Regions from separate parts of the Pan troglodytes genome. Here regions 2, 3 and 4 are each linked to region 1. A link is a contact called in public HiChIP or PLAC-seq data. All regions are on one chromosome and are shown on one strand. The core of a region is the stretch at or near the end of the contact, and the rest is flanking DNA. Distances in the headings are between cores, read along the strand shown.

Region 1 (2,897 bases), core at 239-2,738:
CTACATCATTTCTATAGGAAATGATGTTCAACTTAAGGCACTCAACCGCCAAGACTTTTTCCAAAATTTCAAACCCTGTGAAAACTGGTTGGCCATCAGTATCACAACTGTTAACAGAACCAAGACACTAAAGCCAAGAGTTTTGAACAAATGCTTGTCATCTCCTGCAAAAGTCTGTATCAAGGACTACAGTGCTCTGTCTAGGATATTTCTCACCTGGAACTTCTCCAACTCACTGGTGACCAAAGCCTGGGCTTGAGCCAGAGGCACATGGCAGCGCTCGATGCACTGGTGCACCTGCTTCATGGAGGCCTGGCTGTCCTCACAACAGCTGGCGCTGCACCGGAACATGAGACCCTGGGGAGAAAGGGCAGAGAGGTTAGGTAGGAAAGTCTCTGGGGACAGAGATGACTATGGAGCACTACAGGAGTTAGAAGGCCACGTGGATATTTGCACCTCTCTCTCCACCTTCTGCTTTCACCTTCCCTGAGAATAGACACCAGGACCTTAAAACCACCACTGGGGAAAATTATCCTCAATGTCTAGTGTAGTGTTTCATGGTGTCCTTGCTGCTAGCTCATCGGCACCTGTTGCACCGATGGTTGGGTGAACAGAGGTTCCCCCGAGTGGGTGAGAGTAGGGTAGTCTGACGAAGCCAAATTCTGAAAACCAGGAGCCTCTTCCACGGGGTTCAGAGGTCAGCAACCTAGCAATACAAATTCCACCAGAGGGCAGCCGACCCACTAATCAATGACTCAAGGGGCACTATCTGGGAAACACAGACTCCGTGAGAGAAGCAGGACCGAAACACACAGAGGCATTGCGGGGCTCAGAGAAGAACAGTGTAGAAACCCGCGCTGTGTGAAGCGAGGTTGGGCACAAGAGAAGCAGGCATGACCTGGCCAACGGGGAGGCCGGAAGCCCTCGCCTTTCTGGTCTTTCACGTTGGCAGCGCCTCTGCTGGGCCTCGGGCCGCTCACCTGAGGAAGGGGCCGCGTAAGAGGGGAAGGTGGTGGGGCGAGCGCCTGCCACCAGGGGCTTCCCACCTGCCGCCGAGGTCGCTCCTGCCCCGGGCTGGAAGGGGCGGAAAACAGCCTCGCGCATGGCAAGGGCACACGGATTTCATCCGATCCGCCAAAGCTTCCGAAGTCCTGTCCGAGGCCGCCCCGGCGACCCCAGGGCCGCCCACACCCGGTCTGCGGGGACGCGGCTGCAGTGCAAGGCGTCGCGTGGTGGCTGAGGGAAGGGCCCGGAACCCACCCGCTGAGAAGGGGGTCCTGGTTCGGCCCCAGCCCCGCTACCTGCATCTTCCGGATGTTCTCTCTTTCCAGACTCTTCACCATGGACTCCACCGCCTCCTGCACCCGGAGCTGCTGCAGCTCAGCCATGGCGACCCCGCGCTGCCCCGCGGCGCTCCGCGCCGGCGCCCATGTGGAATCGGCGTACGGGCCCGCCCCCTCACCGCCCTTCACCGCCCTTCGCCGCCCGCCCTTCCAGGGCCCACGCCCCCCCTGGCGGCCGAACGGAGCCACTGCATGCTGGTGTCCGCGAGCCCACCGCCCTCCTCCCGCTTGGGAACCGGTCACTGGGACACCTGCCCTGAGGCTGCTGCCTGCCTTTCCTCCTCCCCTCCCTTGTCCCTCCCTTTACATTCTTTAAAATTATTTAATGTAATTTACATACAGATAAATGCCCAGATCTTAGGCGTGCTGCTTGATGAGTTTTAACAAACCCTGTCCGCCGGGCGCAGTGGCTTACGCCTGTAATCCCAGCACTTTGGGAGGCCGTGGGCAGGTGGATCACCTGAGCTCAGGAATTTGAGACCAGCCTGGCCAACCTGGCGAAACCCCGTCCCTACTAAAAATACAAAAATTAGCCGGGTGTGGTGGCACATGCCTGTAGTCCCAGCTATTTGGGAGGCTGAGGCAGGAGAATTGCTTGAACCCGGGAGGGAGAGGTTGCAGTGAGCCGAAATCACGCCATTGCACTCCAGCCTGGACGACAGAGTGAGACTCTGTCTCTAAACAACAATAAAAACCCAAACTCTGTCTTGTCCCAGTCTCTGTCCTTTCTACCCCATCTCCCCACCCCTGCCCTAACTGGTCTGCTTCTGTCACTGTAGATTACATTTTCTCTTTCTAGAATGTCATATGTATGTTATTATCCAATAAGTACTCCTTTTCTGTCTGGCTTTTTTAGCATATTGCTGAAAAATACTTAGCCTAATGCTTTCGAGATTGAGCTGTGTTGTTGGTTCTTTTTTGCTGCTGAGTAGTATTCTATTGAATGGACATACCACATCTGTCATTGTTGTTTTTTGAGACAGGGTCTCACTCTGTCACCCAGGCTGGAGTGCAGTGATGTGGTCTTGGCTCATGCAGCCTCCACCTCCCTGGTTCAAGTGATTCTCATGCCTCAGCCTCCCGAGTAGCTGGGATTACAGGCATGTGCCACCACGTCTGGCTAATTTTTTTTTTTTGTAGACACGGGGTTTCACCATGTTAGCCAAGCTGGTCTCCAACTCCTGACCTCAAGGGATCCACACACCTCGGCCTCCCAAAGTGCTGAGATTGCAGACATGAGGCATCGGGCCCGGCCCACATTTGTTGATCCATTCCCCTGCTGATGGGTGTTTGGGTCTTTTCCAGTTAGTAGCTATTATGAATAAAGTGGTGACTATGAACATCCTTGACCATTTTGTTTTCTTTTGGAGATGGGATCTTGCTATGTTGTCCAGGCTGGTCTCAAACTCCAGGCCTCAAGCTATCCTCCTGCCTCTGCCTATCAAAGGGATTACGGGTATGCACCACCACCCAGTCCTGGACCAAGTCTTTTGTAGACACAGATTTTCTTTTCTTTTGGGTAAATATCTAGAAATGGGATTGTTGGATCACAGG
Region 2 (2,897 bases), core at 178-2,677, 500 kb after region 1:
ACTCATTTCCGTCTTTTCCAAGTGTGTTAACCTTATCATTATAAAGAATAATAAAGCTCATTCGTGTTTTAGTGGATAAAACCAGGACTGATTCTCTGGAGAAGACAATTCCTTCCTGGTGGGAAGGACCACTTAAAGTATTAGATCATAATCTCTTTGTAGGGCCACCGAATCAGATCACAGGGTTCTGTCCATCAAGAGTCTAGTACCGGTAAAAGAGGAGACTTAAAGAAGTCTCCTACTCTCCTGTCGTCCTTTCTGCGCTTGCCCTCTCCCTGCAAAGCTCCTACTTGATTCACTGGGACATTTCTAAAAGGCCTAGGAACAGCCCCGGGCGGAACTTCTCTCCCCAGTCCCAGTCCTGAACGTGCGCTCTGCTCCCTCTTCTATCCCTCACCCTTCTCTTTCCTGGATTCGCCTCTGCTGCAACGAAACCCGTAGACTGCAAACGCTAGGAAGGAGACCATGTCTCCCAAGTTTGGGGCTGAGTTTCGTTAGAGATAGTAAAATCTACCAGCAGGTGCCGCTCCAACCACGGCCCACAGGACCCTTCCCGTTTGCGAGTTGCTGCGGCTCGACTGGGAAACACTCACTTTATCTTGACAGAGTTGAGTGGGAGCCTTGGGTGCACACTGGGACGTCGTGTTTCGTTACTTTAAAAAAGAAAATCACTTCCGTCAGGCCCCCCTTTCTCCTCACCCTCGTGTGTGCTTCGAGGCCGAGATGCAGAGAGCAAGAAAAAGGAGCGAAGGGGATCCCTGCGCGTCCCAAACACCCACCAGCGCCTACGGTGTGAGATGAAAGCTCACCCCCTGGGCGCGAAGCTTTTAAAGCACCTGCCCAGGGAGACATTTTTGAAGTTGTCAGGGCCCCTCCTCTGTCCCCTGCCAGACCCGGGTCCTGCACAAATCCTGGAGGGTTAGCGGGCGAGGCGGCCACCGCAGCGGCCGCCAACGAGCAGCTGCACGGAGGTGCAGAAGAAGGAGGCCACTGCCATTCTCCTGACAAGCTGGGGGCGTGGGAGGCCTCGGGAGCTCGAAGTCGCCTCGAGCGGGGGTGGGCGGTGAGCGGACCCCCGGGTGTTGACCAGGTGTTTGGTGGTAGAGCAGGGAAGGGGGGAACGGGCGTCGACCCTAGGGACCCCTCACCCGCTCACGCTCCTTGGCGTTGGCCACACGCCGCCGCTCCAGCACCAACTGGAGGTTTTCAGTGGACGAGTAGCCGCCCGAGGGCAGCCGCTTGAGCCGGCAGACAGCGGCCAGCTGGGGCAGCGGCCCGAACTGCTCCCGCAACACGTCCTCCAGCACCTCGGCTTGCGGGGCGCCCAGGAGCGCGGGCGGCGCGGCGCGGGGATCTAGGACGCCGGGCGCGGGGTCCATGGCGGGGCCGAGGCCGCTGAGGCCGGGCTTTCACCTGCGCACACGGGACCGCACGAGGCCCGGGCGGGGGCGGGGCGGGGGCGGGAGCTGGACCACCTGCAACCATTCCCCGGCTGCGGCTGCGTATTCCAATCCCGGCCTCCTCTCTGGAGGCTGCGTCCAGGCATCGCGTTGAATAAGCCGCACAGGTGTGACTCGGGAGCGCTGGAGCGCAGCCCGGCTGCACACCTGGAACCGCCGGGAGCGTGGTAGTGGTGTTTTTCTCAATCCACATGCCACGGTTCCAGTCCCCCAAATTCCCATTTAATCAGTCTGGGTTGGGGCCTGAGCTTCTGGATATGTGTATACAGAAAAATGTGATGGATATCCAGAAAACTTTTTTAAGAATTCGTTTTGAAATAAAAGTTGAGGGGAAAATGGCAAGAAGAGTTTCTAAGTGCTCCTGTACCCCCTTCGACACGCTCTCTACATGCTAAGTTTTCACGTTTGCTCCGTTGCCCTCTTTCTCGCTGTGAATATTCTCATTTTCATTATTCTTTTTCCATTCTATTTGAACTCTTTTCTTTTTTCGCGGGTGGGGGGGATACATCGCTTTATTCATTTTCCCCCTTTTCCACACAGACCCTTATTGTCAACACAGCCAAACACAGTTGTTACTTCAGAAAATGTGCTGGAAAACAGCGATCCCAAACTTGTTTAATAGTAGAGTACAATTTAGTACTTTAGAAATAATTAACTACATCTTCTGTTTTGACTAGATTACTCACGAGAGTTTGTTTCTCTGGAGGTTATCAATATAACTGGAACATTCTGATCTTGCACCTGAAAATCAGACATGTTTCTGGAAGCCCTCTGTAAAATCATTCCTTCCAAGCATAGAAATACATTTTTTTTCTTTGGTCTGAGAAAATATTTTTTCTACACTTTTGTTTCAGGTTCAGGGGTATATGTGCAGGTTTGTTATGTGGGTAAATTGTGTGTTGCTGAGGTTTGGTGTACGAATGATCCCGTGGCCTAAGTAGTGAGCCTAGTACCCAATAGGTATCCTTCCAACCCACGCCCCCTCTTACTTCCCCCTCAAGCACACCCCACTGTCTATTGTTTCCATCTTTGTGTCCCTGTGTATTCAATGTTTAGCTCCCACTTATAAAGTGAGAACAGGCAATGTTTGGTTTTCTGTTTCTGTGTTAGTTCCCTTACAATAATGACGTCTAGCTGCATCCATTGATCTATTCTTTTTAAAAAGTTTTTAAGTTGCAGACATGCTGTCATATCACCTCTAAATACTCCAGTGGGTATTCCCCCTAAACAAGGCCTCTCTTCCACATAACCGCAACACAACCACTCAAACTAGGAAGTAAGCATTGGTACTGTGCTACCATACAATCCATGGACCCCATCCAAGTACCACCAGCTGTCTCAACAATGTCTTTTTCTCTTCTGGTTGGAATCCAATCCAGGAGTACAAGTTTTATTTTGTTGTCATATTTCTACTCTCCTTCATTCTGGACCATTTCC
Region 3 (2,897 bases), core at 135-2,634, 480 kb after region 1:
AGGGTGTGGGCTGGAGCTTGCTTTTTTATTTTCTATTTCCTATTTTCTATTTTTAGTTTTGGGCAAGAGATGGAGATTAGGGGTGAGAAAAGGAAGGAAGAGAAAAGGCAAGACAATAGGCCAGACCCGAGAGCCTGATCTGCATCCTAAAGCAGTCTGCCCCTCCCTCCCTTCCCCCCAACACCAGGTAGGCTGTGGTGTGATTTAAAAATAAGCAGACACCGACTCCCGCCTCCGGGACCGGGGATGGCCTCCGCCCCGGCTGCAGAAAGGGAGGGGAGGCAGGGAGAGGAGAGGGAAGATGGAAGAAACAGACTGGCAAGACCCCCTCGGGTACAGTGGGATTTTTCCCTCCAAAGTGGTGGAGCCGCATAAAATCAAAACCCACGAGGGCCGCTCACGTGCCGGTTGCCCCGATCTCAATGTAGGCGGCTGCCGACGCCGCACCTGCTCGGCCGGCCACTGCGGCTGAGCGCCGCGCAGCCAGCGATCGCGAGGCCCCGGGGGACGCGCCCAGCCCCGCCAAGCCCGCCTCGCACGGCTACCCCGGAGGGCGGCGGCCGAGCGGGAAGGAAAGGGAGGGGAGGGAGGGGAGGGGAGGAGCGGCCCCGCCCGGCTAGGCGAGGCGAGGCGAGGCTTGCCGCCCCTCCATTCGGACCCAAAAGAAAGCCCCACCTGTCAGGCGTTACGCTCCGGGCGAGGGTCCCACCATCCCCGAGCAGGGGCCAGTGCTTGCAGCCCCGATTTCCTAAGAGCCTCGGATGCTACATCATCACCAGAAACCTTTAGGCGCAAAACACACGGCTGCCGGCCAGGGCTGCAGCACCGACGCGCTTGGCAACAGACGCGCCCCACCTGGGCCAAGCGGCTCCCGCCCGGCCGAGGGATGCCAGGGTCTCCGCGCCAGGAGACCAGCGACCCCAGGCAGCCCACCAGGCCCGCTCCCCAGACCCTTACCTCCTGCGCGGCATCTTAGCTATCTCCGGTCGGCCACTGCGGGTTGGTTTTGTTATTTTATGGGTTTGGGGGGTGGGGTGCGCTTAAAAAATCCACCCAGCTAATCTGCAGAGCAGCGTTTTCTGCCCATGCTGCAGCCCGCGCTCGTCAGAGCTGCTGGGAGATCCCCCAGCAGTGCAGCGGCTCCGCGGCGGCGGGTATGACTGGCCACCGACGCCGCAGTTCCTTGACAAAAGGCTCGGGTTCCCGCTAGTCCCTCACAGCCCTGCCGTCAGAATTAAAGCCATTTCCCGCACGAGGCTGGGAGGAAATGAGAGCTCTCCTGGCCCTGCGCGCTGACAAAAGGCCGCTGCGCGGTGCCCACAGCGCCCCCTCCAGCAGGCCGCGCCGGCCGCCCGAGGGCCGCGGTGCTGCAGTGCCCCCGCCCGCAGCGCCCCCCACCGCCCCGCAGCGGCCTCGCCCCGCAGCACCCCCACTACCGCCCCGCAGCGCACCCCCACCGCCCCGCAGCGCCCCCCTCCTCCCCGCAGCGCCCCCCTCCTCCCCGCAGCGCCCCCCTCCTCCCCGCAGCGCCCCCGCCCGCGCCGCCGCAGACCCCCCTAGCCAGGCTTCCAGCCCCCTTCCACCCCCGCCCCGCACCACTCACTACCCGGGATGGCCAGAGCTAAGCAGGGGAGTCTGTTACTAGGGAGAAAATCTGAAACAGAGCTCCCTTGGGGGAATGTATTCTCCCTGGAAGGAAGAAAGCAAAAGTCTTACACTTGGAATATTTCTTTTCGTCTGGGAAGGACAGCTAGCCTTCGGAAGATAATTCTATTAGTGATTTTAATAGCAATTGTTTGACTGAATTCCAAACCAAAATTCTCCCTGTCCTGATTCTCACTCCTTTTCAACCAGGACAAAATTTTTGTTGTGGCCCTGCCCTTGGGAGCTGTGGACCCAACGCTCTCCAACTCTCACTACATTCTCCTCTCACTCCTTTCCTTCCTCAGGTCTCCCGCCCCAGAAGGAACAGGTGTGTAGTGAGTGGGGAACTGGATAGGGAACCAGAATACTTCGGTTGCCGTCTCAGAGCTGCTCTTAACTAGCTGTGAGACCTTAATCAACGCACTTAACCTCTCTGGGCCTCGTTGTCTTCCTCTGTAAAATGACAGTGTACCTAAGGCACCTCCCATTTCCAATACTTTCAAGGCCTGGCCCTCAGAGAGTAGGGGTGTTAAGAGATAGCTCTGGACTTTTCACCCCCATAATCTCCACCAGTCCCCAAAACTCCCCTCAATCAACATCCTCTCCAAGGGCTTTTGAAAATGTGCTTGTGAAAATGTACTGCTTCCAGAAAAGCCTCTGGCCACTGATCTGAAACCTGATCATGGCCCCTCTGCCCTTCCAGGTTCTGGGGCACCACAGCCATCAGACACCCCCACAAAAGTCACTGGCCCCCACCACAGTGCTGCTGTGGAACCAGAATCTCTGGAGGTAGGCTCAGGATTGGTAATTTTAACAAGCAGCCCTAGTGATTCCTTTGCACACTAACACTTTAGAAACACCACTCTGAGAGATACTACTGATTTAGAAAAGAAAATGCTAATGACAACCCTAGAAATTCTGTTTCAGATGCCAGGATAAACTTGTCTTTCTGCTTCAGCCCCCCTTCCCTTACAAGAAACACACATGCATACCTGGTCCCTGCACCCTCCTTCCACACTCAGAGCTTCTCACTCATTCTCATTCAGAATCACTGAGTCCACAAGACTTCTCCCCATTCTCCTGTCAAAACCTGCTAGAAGAATTACAACAGGCTCAGCCACACAAGATGAAACCCCTTCCCCTCCCCACCCCAGGACCTAGGTCTGTCTGGTCAAAGAAGCCAGGAAGTGTTATGTTTATTGAGTCATTCCTGGCAGCCATAGCTCTTTTGGTGCCAATGGGTGATGAGATCT
Region 4 (2,897 bases), core at 127-2,626, 390 kb before region 1:
GTACATTGGCAGTGTAGCTTGGTTTGCCAGATAGCTTTCATTTCAAAAATTTTAATAGGTTTAGGGACCGATCTTTAACCTTTTTAGTTCTGTATACGTAACATTCTATTAAGCATTTCTATTGGTACCACCCCATGCGGAAACACACCATTTGCAGACGTCTTAAAGAGTATTCTTGGCCGGGTGCGGTGGCTCACGCCTGTAATCCCAGCACTTTGGGAGGCTGAGGTGGGTGGATCACCTGAGGTCAAGAGTTCAAGACCAGCCTGGCCAACATGGTGAAACCCCGTCTCTACTAAAAATACAAAAATTAGCCAGGCGTGGTGGTGGGCACCTGTAATCCCAGCTACTCAGAAGGTTGAGGCAGGAGAATCGCTTGAACCCGGGAGAAGGAGGTTGCAGTGAGCCGAGATCGCGCCATTGCACTCCAGCCTGGGCGACAAGAGCAAAACTCCCTTTCAAAACAAACAAAAACAATAATCTTGTGAGTGTTTTCATCTAGAATTAAAAGGGAGGGGAAAACCCCAAAAGAGATTTAAGCAAAGAATCTTAGGGTTTAATGCCATTCTGTAGGTTCAGGAAATCTCTGAGCTTTAAAAAGCCGCTCGCGTGAAAGTAATTAATTATTCCATCACTTCCCGGGGGTGGAGGGGGGTGCGGAAAAGGCGCATGAGCTCAATGCTGTATACTGCAGCCCGATTCCAGCTCTTTCTTGAGGGCAGAAAAAACGCCGGGCGTCGAGCATTTAGCAACGGCCGGCTTTTCTTCTCAAGCCCCGCAGCAGCCACGTGGCGCCTGCCCTAGCTCCCGGCTCACCGGCCACTAGCCTGCACCGCTCTTCGGGAGGATTCGAGGCTGGGCCCTCGCCAGCCCGAGTTCCGCGAAGCCCAGAACCTCCAGGGCCGCGGCCACCAGACCGAGGGCTCCGGCCCCGAACCCAAGCGGGGCAGAGCGCCCAGGCGACACGAGGTGCCAGCCTTCCATTCGATGGACGCCTGGCAGGTCCCCGGAAGTTTTCCCCGGGGACAGGTCTTGGCAACAGGTCCGAGGCAAGGCCGGGTGGAGCACAGCTCCGCAGCGGCTGGTGAATCAGCGCCGCCCAGCGCCGGACCGGCCCTCCCAGCCAATGCCAGACCCGGTGAGGAGCAGCCAGGCTGCTGACCATCAGCCACTTAGGGCTCGCCTGGCCTGGAGAAAGGTGACATCATCGTAGCTGGGAGGTTTCCGAAGGCTTCACCAATGGGAGACCGGCGAGGTGCTTGCCTTCTGCAGCTCTTGGCCAATACTAACAAAGCAAAAGGGGGCCCGGGTTGTTGGTATAGAACCAATGGGAAACAAGGAAGGAGCACGAGGCGGAGTTGCGAATCCTGTCACCAGTTGGAAAGAGGGGGTGGAGCCCGGGCCTTGTCAAGTGTGACCAACCAGCGAGAGGAGCGGACTTTGCGGGGTGGAGCCCTGAAGCCCTCTCCCAATCGCACAAGTGTAGGGGCGGGGCATTCTTTGGGGGGCCCAATGAGGAACGCGGCCGAAGCTGGCCTGTCAAGAGAAGGGGCTGGGGGCGGGGAGATGGTGAGTCGGGGATAAACACTCCGCGGCGGTGGCGGCTGCTGCTCTGCTCCGGGTTCTGTCACTGTGTCGGCGGTGCCCAGCTCACTGGCCCCCTCCCTCTCTTGTCGAGCGTGGTTGCCAGAGAGGCTCCCTCAGCCCTGCTACGCGGGGTCCACAGCGGGCTCCACAGCGGGCTCCACAGCGGTCCGGCGGCGGCAGCGAGCCCGTGGGCAGTGGGGGTTGGTCCCGTGGCTCCGGCCCCCGGTGCAGAATGGCGGCGGCGGTTCGGATGAACATCCAGATGCTGCTGGAGGCGGCCGACTATCTGGAGCGGCGGGAGAGAGGTGCACGGGGACGGGGAGGGGTCCACTCGAAACGAGGCCGGGGGTCCTGTGGGGCCGGCCTCAGGTCCGGGCGCCCAGCCGCTCCGGGGGTGGTTGGAGGCGGGGAGACCGCGAGCGCTCCCAACCCCTCCGGCTCTCCCCACGCGCGGTCCGAAGGGAAGCCGCCGCTGCCCCAAAGCAATGAATGGGGTGGAGAAGGGGCTGCCGCCCGCCGGGGTCCCGAACGCCGCCCCTTCCCCAGCCCTTCACGAGTGGGTGGCCGGGGCCCCCTCCGATAGCCTCCCTGGTTTACCTCACCCGGGCTGGTCCCGGCCGGCCCCCGGGTGGGCCCGGCGCCCCAGTCTCCTGGGCAGAGGAGCAGCGCCTCCCGGTCCCCGGCTCACGGTACTTGCCCCGCACCTTCGCCTGAGCTGGTTCCACTTAACCCGCACCAACCTGCTGGATGTAGCCAATGGGAAACCCAGGCTGCGTGAGCCTAGCCACTACTGTGTCTTTCTCAACAATGAGCAGCTGGAATCCTCCTTACACCTGCTCCGAACTGACGATATTCACACAATTTTTTTAAAAATCATTGTTCTCAGAATTCCACCTTACTCCATTTAATTATTTCCACAATATTCTTTTAAAGATAAATAAAGGAAAAAGGAAATACTATAGAGAGGAGAGAGTATTAAATATTCTGGGCCCATTCATTAACTGGATCCTCCTGTTTTCTAGAAGCTGAACATGGTTATGCCTCCATGTTACCATACAATAACAAGGACAGAGATGCCTTAAAACGGAGGAACAAATCCAAAAAGAATAACAGCAGTAGCAGGTAATTTGGTAAATACTTCTTTCTGTCTTTTAGATTATATTGTAGGTGACACAAACTGCTGAATGTAAGTTGCCTGTTGTGATTATAACCCTATAAAATTACATTGTGGCCGTCATGATTCAGTAATGTACACATGGACTTAAGTCATTGCAGGAAGCTGTTTCTGTTTGGGTTGAGGGAACTGAAAA

The links. HiChIP or PLAC-seq counts read pairs in DNA pulled down with a chosen protein or histone mark.
Region 2: an H3K4me3 HiChIP or PLAC-seq map of stem cell-derived excitatory neurons shows a contact between it and region 1, with 6 times the contacts expected there. The contact joins the promoter of FIGLA here to the promoter of FAM136A in region 1. A contact is called at or near these places in 1 of 7 Hi-C or Micro-C datasets (induced pluripotent stem cells) and 1 of 1 datasets of contacts at active chromatin or transcription factors (stem cell-derived excitatory neurons).
Region 3: an H3K4me3 HiChIP or PLAC-seq map of stem cell-derived excitatory neurons shows a contact between it and region 1, with 5 times the contacts expected there. The contact joins the promoter of ADD2 here to the promoter of FAM136A in region 1. A contact is called at or near these places in 1 of 7 Hi-C or Micro-C datasets (stem cell-derived neural progenitor cells) and 1 of 1 datasets of contacts at active chromatin or transcription factors (stem cell-derived excitatory neurons).
Region 4: an H3K4me3 HiChIP or PLAC-seq map of stem cell-derived excitatory neurons shows a contact between it and region 1, with 7 times the contacts expected there. The contact joins the promoter of MXD1 here to the promoter of FAM136A in region 1. A contact is called at or near these places in 1 of 7 Hi-C or Micro-C datasets (stem cell-derived neural progenitor cells) and 1 of 1 datasets of contacts at active chromatin or transcription factors (stem cell-derived excitatory neurons).

Annotation. Positions count from the first base shown.
Region 1 is chr12:52,430,713-52,433,609 of NHGRI_mPanTro3-v2.0_pri, reverse strand. FAM136A (family with sequence similarity 136 member A) reads right to left here and starts at 1,488. Exons shown (of 3, transcript XM_515532.9): 1 at 1,302-1,488; 2 at 217-357. The coding sequence starts at 1,388.
Region 2 is chr12:51,933,002-51,935,898 of NHGRI_mPanTro3-v2.0_pri, reverse strand. FIGLA (folliculogenesis specific bHLH transcription factor) reads right to left here and starts at 1,427. Exons shown (of 5, transcript XM_001138053.3): 1 at 1,149-1,427. The coding sequence starts at 1,379.
Region 3 is chr12:51,955,302-51,958,198 of NHGRI_mPanTro3-v2.0_pri, reverse strand. It overlaps ADD2 (adducin 2), which reads right to left and starts at 1,384. Exons shown (of 16, transcript XM_001143954.8): 1 at 958-1,384.
Region 4 is chr12:52,825,231-52,828,127 of NHGRI_mPanTro3-v2.0_pri, reverse strand. MXD1 (MAX dimerization protein 1) reads left to right here and starts at 1,376. Exons shown (of 6, transcript XM_525776.8): 1 at 1,376-1,892; 2 at 2,610-2,709. The coding sequence starts at 1,820.